Linked DNA regions of Sus scrofa: region 1 is linked to region 2. Evidence: chromatin contacts called from public HiChIP or PLAC-seq data. All regions are on one chromosome and are shown on one strand. Each heading gives the region's core, a stretch centred on a gene start, on an enhancer-like site or on the middle of the called end of the contact. The rest is flanking DNA. Distances are from core to core; before and after follow the strand shown.

Region 1 (4,330 bases), core at 1,612-4,111, 310 kb before region 2:
CCGTAGCCGCCGGCTTCAGCCACAACCACAGCAACGCCAGCTCTGAGCTGAGTCTGCAACCTACACCACAGCTCAAGGCAATGCCAATCCTTAACCCACTGAGTGAGGCCAGGGATCGAACCTGCGTCCTCATGGATGCTAGTCAGATTCCTTTCCACTGAGCCAAGACAGGAACTCCTCTTCCTTTTATTTTCATTATGTACCCTTCCTGCCTAGATGGTCTCTGCTAGTCTCGTGGCTATAAACATTCCCTATATGCCGAGCATTCCCATACATGTATCCTAGTCCCAATCTATCCTTTGAGCTCCATTCTCATATATCCACCTGTCTCCTAAACATATCCTACTGAACATCTAATAGGCAAACCCCATAGAACTTTTTGATTTCTCACCTCTTCCCTCACCCCCGAATCCATTTTCCACCCAGGTTTCTCTATCTCAGTTACTGGCATCCCTGTTCACCAATTGCTCAGACCCAAAAGGAATCGTCATTGATTCTACTCCTCCCACCCGATTCTGAAAGTCCATCAACAAGCCCTGTTGGCTCGTTTCTGAAATAACATTCTGAATCCAACCCCTTCTCCCCACTTTCGCCTTTACCACGAGCAACCTAATGTGAGCTGGCCACCTCTCACCTTTCTAACTCTTCTCCCCGCTTTCACCATTGCTTTTCCCACCCCCTCCACTGCCCTAAGTTGTAATCTTCACTATAACTTTAAGAAGATAATGCAAAGTGATCTTTTCAAAATGTGTGTACGAACATGTCATCCCCAGTTCAAAACCATCCAGGGAGTTTGTGTTAGTGTTTGAATAGAATCCACATTCCTTACCATGGAACATGGAACTTGGAGACTGGGCCCTGCTTTCCTCGCTGACTTCATTTCCCTCTGCCCCCGCCGACCTTCTCACTAAGCAACTTCCTTCCTCGCTGTTTCTCAAATGGGTCAAACTTGTTCTTGCATCCAAGTCTTTCCATCTGCTGCTTACTCTTCCTGGACACTCTCTTCACATGGTTTCTTTATAATCACTCAGGTTTCTTCTCACATGCCATTACCTGGAGAGCCTCTCCCTGCTCATCCTTTTAAAAATAACCTCGCCATCTCCACCCCCTCACTTACTGTCCATTTACTTTGCTTGACTTTCTCTCTATTTTTTTGGTGTTTTAGGGCCACACCTGTGGCATATGGAAGTTCCCAGGCTAGAAGTCAAATTGGAGCCTGTGCCACAGCCAGAGCAATGCAGGATCCGAGTCGTGTCTGTGACCTACAACACAGCTCATGGCAACGCTGGACCCCCCAACCCACTGAGCAAGGCCAGGGATCGAACCCACAACCTCGTGGATACTAGTCAGATTTGTTTCTGCTGCGCCACAACAAGAACTTCCTTTACTCTGCTTGACTTTCTTTATAGAAGTTGTTTCCAGAATTTGTATTTTATTTTATTTTTTTATTTAGTTATTTTTGGCTGTGCCCTTGGCAGGTGAGAATTCCCCGGCCAGAGATTGAACTCATGCCACAGCAGTGACCCGGGTCACAGCAGTGGCAATGCCAGATCCTTAATCACTAGGTCCCTAGGGAACTTGTAGAAGTTGTAGTTTATTTTATTTTTTTCACTTTTAAAAGTTTTATTGAAGTGTAGTTGATTTATAATGCAGTGCAAATTTCTGCTGTATAACAAAGTGATTCAATTATAGACATATCCTTTCTTTTTCAGAGTCTTGTCCGATACAGGTTGTCACAGAATATTGGGTAGGGTTCCTTATGCTAAACAGCAGATTCCTATTCAAAATAAAAGTTGAAATTCCTGTTTTCTCTCTATCACCAATTCTTTTTTTTTTTTCCTTTTTTGGTCTTTCTAGGTCTGTACCTGCAACATATGGAGGTTCCCAGGCTAGGGGTCAAATTGGAGCTGCAGCTGCTGGCCTACACCACAGCCACAGCAATGCCAGATCCCAGCCACACCTGCAATCTACATCACAGCTCATGGCAACGCTGGATTCTTAACCTACTGAGCCAGGCCAGGGATGGAACCCACAGCTTCATGGATACTAGTCAGATTCATTATCACTGAGCCACAACAGGAACTCCTTAGAAGTTGTATTTTAAAATTTACTTTTTTTGGAGTTCCCCTCGTGGAGCAGCAGAAACAAATCTGACTAGGAACCATGACATTGTGGGTTCGATCCCTGGACTTGCTTAGTATGTTGAGGATCTGGCATTGCCGTGAGCTGTGGTCATAGACTTGACTCAGATCTGTTGTTGCTGTGGCTGTGGTGTAGGCCAACAGCTGAGGCTCTGATTGGACCCCCAGGCTTGGAACCTCCATATGCCTTTGGTGCAGCCCTAAAAGGAGACAAAAGACAAAAAAAATAAAATAAAATAAAATTTACTTTTAAATTTTCTTTTCCCTTACTAAAATAGGAGCTCTTTGAAGGCAGGGATTTTTGTCTGTATTCCATGTTGAACCTCTAACACCTAAGGACACTGCTAGCACAGCAAAGAAATCTTTTTGTAATGAATGAATATGAGGGCTGACTCTAAAATGGCCAGTGGATGGTATTGGTATTGAGGAAATCCCTGGTTTGTTAATAAAGACCTTAGACCATAAAGAATTCACCAGCTTTGGATCTGGGAAGAGAAGTAATGGGCTTTTCTTCTCACGGTGACCTATTAAAATGAATAGCTGTTCAGTATCCTCCTCTTTGGTCCTTCTCATGTTTGGATAGCTTGCATTGCTGGCTCACGTTAGCATTTGATATTTTTTGAGCTGGGGAGAGGGAGTGATGAGACACTTATGTCTGCCTGCCTTTGTAGGCTAAATAAAGCTCTGCAGCCCAAGCACCCTGTGCCTGTGCTCATGGCCACCAGGGGGCACTGTTGAGCTGTTTGCATTCATTGAGACCTTGACTGCCTCTTTTTCAAATCTGCCCTACCTTAAAGAATTTGCAGTTTTTAAAAAGTGTGCAAATAGGGCGTTCCCATCGTGGCGCAGCGGAAAAGAATCTGACTAGGAACCATGAGGTTTCGGGTTTGATCCCTGGCCTTGCTCAGTGGGTTGGGGATCCAGCGTTGCCATGATAAGTCTTAGATGTGGCTCCGATCTCCCTTGCTGTGGCAGCTACAGCTCTGATTAGACCCATAGTCTGGGAACCTCCATACGCCCCAGGTTCTGCCCTAAAAAGAAAAAAAAAAAGTGAAAATTCAACTTGTTAAGATCTTAGTAAAAGGTAGACAACCAAACAAAACAAGAACAGCGCCCAAGCCCTCTCAAATAAAAGAGCCTTATATATTGATATGAGGAGGTATGCCTAGCTGCCTAAGATGTGGCTTTGTTTTCAGTCAAACGGTGAGCTTTTGAATTTTACCAGAAATGTGAGGCAAGGGATTTGGACCTGGAATCTGCAGTGGCTGATTTTCCAGAAAAAGTGTGAATGGAATTTCCCTCCTGAGTGTCTTACATTCAACTAAATCTTACTGATGGGAAACAGGATGCAAACGAGCACTTTAAATATATTGCTGACCTCAGAGGAGAGTGAAAGTTTTTGGAATGTTGAAGGACAGAGGCAAGTGTTGCCGTGAAAACGGAAGAGGGTGCTGGCGCGAAGGGTGGTGAGATGGAGATGTTATTACCGTGCTTCTGACTCAGGGCTCATGTGCTCCCGAAGGCAGTGCACTGATGGGAATTCTTCAGAATAGCCCTACCAGTTGGACTGTCTTTAGGTCCAGGGGAAGAACAAACAAACCCAAAGGGTCAGAAGCACTGTCGTACACTGGTCATGCTCTCTTCTAGCAAAGTCAAAAAGCCTGTAGGCAAAATTTTCTTCTCATTGAAACTGGGAGAGAAGCAGAGAGGAGGAAATGGGGTGGGGGCGGGTGAGGGCGGGGAGAAGGCACATGCCTGCATGAAGGTAAAGATTAACCACTTTCAGAGTTCCCATCGTGGTGCAGTGGAAACAAATCCGACTAGGACCATGAGGTGGTGTGTTCGATCCCTGGCCTCGCTCAGTGGGTTAAGGATCCGGCGTTGCTGTGACTGTGCTGCAGGCTGGCAGCAACAGCTCTGAATGGACCCCTAGCCTGGAAACCTCCAAAAAAACTTAACCACTTGTTCTGCACAACAGGGTGATTATTTGAGGTTGAAGGTTTCTTCTGGTACCAAGGATGCTGGAGGGAAAAAGGGAAATCAATAAAGTGAAGGAAATCATTCCTTCCCCAGTCTGTCTTCAGTGCCAGGGCTGGCAGCATAGGTGGGAATTTTCCCATTTCAGGAAGGACCGGGACAGGACCAGGTTTCTTGAGTTCTTCTGCTGTGGACCTCTCTTCCACAGACCA
Region 2 (4,685 bases), core at 835-3,334:
TTAAGAGTCTGTATATAAGTCCATGCAATTTCGGTTGTTCTTTATCTGGCTTATTTCCTTTAGAATAATACCCTCCAGTTTCTTCCATGTTGCAAATGGCAGGATTTCCTTTTTCAAGGCTGAATAATATTCCACGAGTGTGTGTATGTATATCACATTTTCTTTATCCATTCATCCAGATACAGACATTTAGATTGTTACTATACCTTGACTATTGTGAATAACACTGCAGTGAACATGGGAATACAGGTATTTCTTTGAGATAGTGATTTTATTGGACATCTGTTTCTTCCTTGACCATATTTATATCTCTTTGTCTTACTGTTCTGACTAGGATCTCCAGTACATTGATAATTGAAGCAGTAATAGTTGCCATCCTTGTCTTGTTTTGACAGCAAAGAAAATATGTTGTTGTTTCATCACTAATAGTGATATAAATACTGTTTCAGTGTTTACATTATTTTTAATGTTCACATAATTTTCAAGGATGAGATGTTAGAAAAATTTACATACTTCACTGGGCTGTGGAAACTTTTGTTCTGAGTTCACTAAGAACTTTTGATCATGAACAAGGAATGGATTTTATAAGTTAGCAAAAATTTTTATTAACTTTGTTTTCCCACGTCTTAAATATATAGACTGTCACTTTATGAAAAACATATAATCCTATAATCTATATATAAATCCTTTTATTATTGTGATCACACCAGGTATGCCTTACAGTATTTTTATTTTTTTTTTCTTAACAGTATTTTTAAATGTTAACAGTATTCGGGTAACATTTCACCATATCCTTATTTTCTTCCAATGCATGGCGCAGCTTTTAATCTTATTTATGTATCATAAATTTCCCAGTTAATACTGTTTTTTATTTAAAGCACACTCATAAATGTGTTGTTGATCTGAAATACACTGCTAGGTATTTCTCCAGCAAAGATGAGTTTATTTGGGATCAACAGAGAATTGCAGTTCTGGGTTAGCAGCCATGGTGAGTCGTGTGCAAGTCCTCCCCTGGCAAGGGAAGGATAACTCTTTTATAGAGGGGGAAGGAAACTAGGAAGGTAAAGTACACAGAGGCCCTGGCTTTTTATTGGTTGAGTTCTTACCTAGAAAGAAGAGGTGTCTTTCTTCTTCTGATGGGCTCTGCTGTCATAGCAGAGCATGAGAGCTTCTCCTGCTGGTCTCCCAACCCTTATGATAAGGTTTTTATATATATTTCAAAACTATTGATTTTCCAATTTTTACCAGACACCTTAGTGAACTCCTTAATTGTTTTCATTTATTTATGTTGGGTTTTCTAAGACAAAAGTATCTTGTGCAAAGAACACATCTATCTACTTTCTTGTCAGTAGACCTTTTTTCTTCTTCTTTTCATAGTTAACTAGCCAGAATTTTGTTTCTTCATGACAATTTAACACTCCTTTACAATAGAGGAAAACAGTCTCCTTATATCTGTGTTGGCACATACACTAGTGGTAAGAGTGTAAAAATCCAGGACAAGTTGTATAGCTATAAGAAGGTAAGTAGGTAGCATCCTTGGTAAAACAACCTTTGTGTAGTTATAAAGAACATTGGTTATGGTGTGATGCTGCCCTCAAGTGGCTCCATCAAAAAAGGGTAGTTGGAAAACAAGACCTCATAAGTGATAAATGCCCTCCTGGATTCCCAGAAGTACTAGGATGAGCCTGTAGAAAGGAAAGATGACTAGGTCTGTTTTGGAAGTGGGAGGTGAAGATGGAAATATAAATGAATGCCCTTTGGGTTTTTACTGTTAATATGACTTTATTAATACCTACAGATTGGATATATGAATGAACCATCTTTAAATTGTCTCAAGTAAACCCTGCTTAGTTATGGAACAGATTGGCTAGCTTTCTTTGGTGTATCATGGGAAGTTCTTGGCCCGTGATGGTTGGGAATTTAACAGATTCCCATAAATAGTCTCTCAGGAGGTTAGTTTTTATAACAAGTTCTTTTTTGGCATTTTAAGTTATCCCCAGGCAAAGGGATGGCCCTGCCTGCCTGCTCTACACCACAGATTTATTAAGCACACACATATACCAATGACGTATTTGGTCATTAGAGACATCACTTCATGTTATTCCTCCCTCATGGCATTCTAAAGTTGCTTAACTGAGAGGCCATTGCCCAGAACAAGAGACTATTACTTCCCCTTCAAGGTGACTTTTGCTTTGGGGAACTTGGCTTTCTGAGCAGTTTGTCATTTTCCTTTTTCTCTTTCCACTCAGAGACTATTGAGGAATGGAGGTAGGTTTTACCTTCCCTCCCTGAGCCCAGAAACTGTTAAAGCACTGACACTATTAGCTGAGCTTCTAAAGTAACTCAAACATGGTAGGGTGGGGGTAGAGAGGAAAAACCTTTTCCAGCAACTTACTGTTAGGAGTATGTTTCCTAATAGGTCCGATATATCACATTTCTGTGGTAGCTATTTTGCTATATTAGTTGTCATTGTAATTAGTTTTTTGGTTTTGGTTTGTTTTGTTTGTTTGTTTGTTTGTTTTTTGCTTTTTAGGGCCATGCTTGCAGCATATGGAAGCTCCCAGGCTACAGGTTGAATCAGAGCTACAACTGCCAGCTTACACTACAGCCACAGCAACCTAGGATCCAGGCCACCTCTGTGACCTATACCACAACTCATGGCAATGCTGGATCCCCACTGGCCTACAGAGCAAGGCCAGGGATTGAACCCTCATCCTCATGGATACTAGTTGGATTCATTTCCTCTGCCTCACAAAGGGAACTCCCTGTAATTAGTTTTAAATCAAACATGTTTGAACAAACTTTAGAGTGCTAGAATCAGAATTGGTCTCACTTGTAAGCTTTGTAGACCACCTCCATTCCCTACATGTCTGTCTCAGGATGAACTGGAGAATTTAAAAGGTAAAATCGGAGTTCCTGTGGTGGTGCAGTGGTTAACGAATCCGACTAGGAACCATGAGGTTGCGGGTTCAATCCCTGCCCTTGCTCAGTGGGTTAACAACCCGGCGTTGCCGTGAGCTGTGGTGTAGGTTGCAGACGCGGCTCGGATCCCGTGTTGTTGTGGCTCTGGCGTAGGCTGGTGGCTACGGCTCCGATTAGACCCCTAGCCTGGGAACCTCCATATGCCGCGAGAGAAGCCCAAGAAATGGCAAAAAGACAAAAAACAACAACAACAACAACAACAAAAGGTAAAATCATGCAGAGGAGAAAGGACTAGGTGGGCAAAAGTCGAATGCTTTTTTTTTCTTTACAATTTTGCTGAGGCTCTCCAGCTATTTGAGGCATGAGGCCATAAGAGATTTTTCCTCCATTGATTACATTAATTTTGTTGGAAAAAAATACGAGCCATTACAACTATTTCAGGATATTTGGTTACTACTCAGTATACTAAATAATACTAAGTTTTATTGAGCTTCTTTCCACCTATGTACCCAAGTACTATGCTACATACTTTATTTGCACAATAAAATGACGAACTAAAAAATGTAAAATATGTTTGAAAACCCAACTGTATCTGATGGCTGACTATAGTAACTACCTGGATCCTTTTGTATAACTTTTAGATTTTTTTTTTGATGCCTTTATATTTCTTATTTATTTCAGATTTGTCTATTGATGAAGAAATAATTTTTGTAAATAATTTGATGGCCTATAAAAGTCAGCTACCAACTTTGCAGACTCTGTTGAGTAGGCTAAAACTATTTTTAGTAAAGGACCCTCTCTTAGATTTCAAAGGACAGATCTTCACTGCAACTAATTTTTTCAGGTACCTAATTGCCCAGTGTTGTAAATATTTTTAAGAGGAGAAAATATTTTTTGTATGCTCATGAGTCTAGATGTTATTAATCATAATATTTTATGATTGCTTTACTGCAGCCCTAGTTTTTGTCACTATGAATTTTGATTGACTGCATTTAATATGTACCTTGTTTTTAGTAAACCCTAATTTAATGTTTTATTTTTTGTTAGGGAGTGTTTCTCTTTTCAAGGAGATTTGAAAGATTTTTTGAAAGAAGATTTTTACATGGATAAAGAGAACTTCTCTCAGAAGAAGTTAGAAGATTCAGTAGGTTTAAAAAAGGCTGTAATATTCGTTTTCCGTAATTTTTAAATGAAAGTCCGTAAATCACACTTATATAAATTGTAGTAATATATACTTATCATCTATTATTGTCAAGTTTAAAAGACTTGATAATGGATTTTACATGTATCAATTAAGGAGTAAATTTTCTTCAAAGATAGAAGGATACACATCGGAATTACTTGGGGAATTTTAATAAAATTCTGCATCCTGGATCCTACTCCAATATATTCTGATTTAATTGGGCTGGTGTGCAGCCCAGGTATAGGGAATTTAAAAACCACTCCCAATTATTTTAATCGATATACCTGGTATAGGACATTAAATCATTTTATATATATATATATATATATATATATATATATACACACACACACATATATATACATATATATGTATATACACACACACACACATATATACACACACATATATATATATATAAATGGCCTTAAGGCATTTAAATGTTTTTTTTAACAATCAAAAAACTTACCACCCATGGTAAAATATTAATTCACCAATTAGCACCTTTCTGCAGTCCCCCTGCTTCCTCCCCTGTTAATTCCAAGAGTTATCACACAGTCTCACTCGTTGAAGAATCCAA

What was found. HiChIP or PLAC-seq counts read pairs in DNA pulled down with a chosen protein or histone mark.
Region 1: an H3K27ac HiChIP or PLAC-seq map of alveolar macrophages shows a contact between it and region 2. The contact joins two enhancer-like sites. A contact is called at or near these places in 1 of 5 promoter capture datasets (liver), 29 of 47 Hi-C or Micro-C datasets (alveolar macrophages, blood, brain and 15 more) and 2 of 2 datasets of contacts at active chromatin or transcription factors (alveolar macrophages and skeletal muscle).

The regions. Positions count from the first base shown.
Region 1 is chr1:252,852,967-252,857,296 of Sscrofa11.1, reverse strand. All of the region lies in intron 12 of SUSD1 (sushi domain-containing protein 1), which reads left to right. Among named protein-coding and RNA genes, the nearest start is that of SUSD1, 100 kb to the left of the region's middle. Within about 2 kb of position 2,861, at least 35 of the 83 cell types and tissues checked have an H3K27ac peak or open chromatin away from gene starts, as enhancers often do. A contact at or near this core is called in alveolar macrophages, where this site is marked.
Region 2 is chr1:252,538,175-252,542,859 of Sscrofa11.1, reverse strand. It overlaps C1H9orf84, which reads left to right. Exons shown (of 26, transcript XM_021085151.1): 4 at 3,604-3,766; 5 at 3,970-4,066. Among named protein-coding and RNA genes, the nearest start is that of C1H9orf84, 15 kb to the left of the region's middle. Within about 2 kb of position 2,084, at least 4 of the 83 cell types and tissues checked have an H3K27ac peak or open chromatin away from gene starts, as enhancers often do. A contact at or near this core is called in alveolar macrophages, where this site is marked.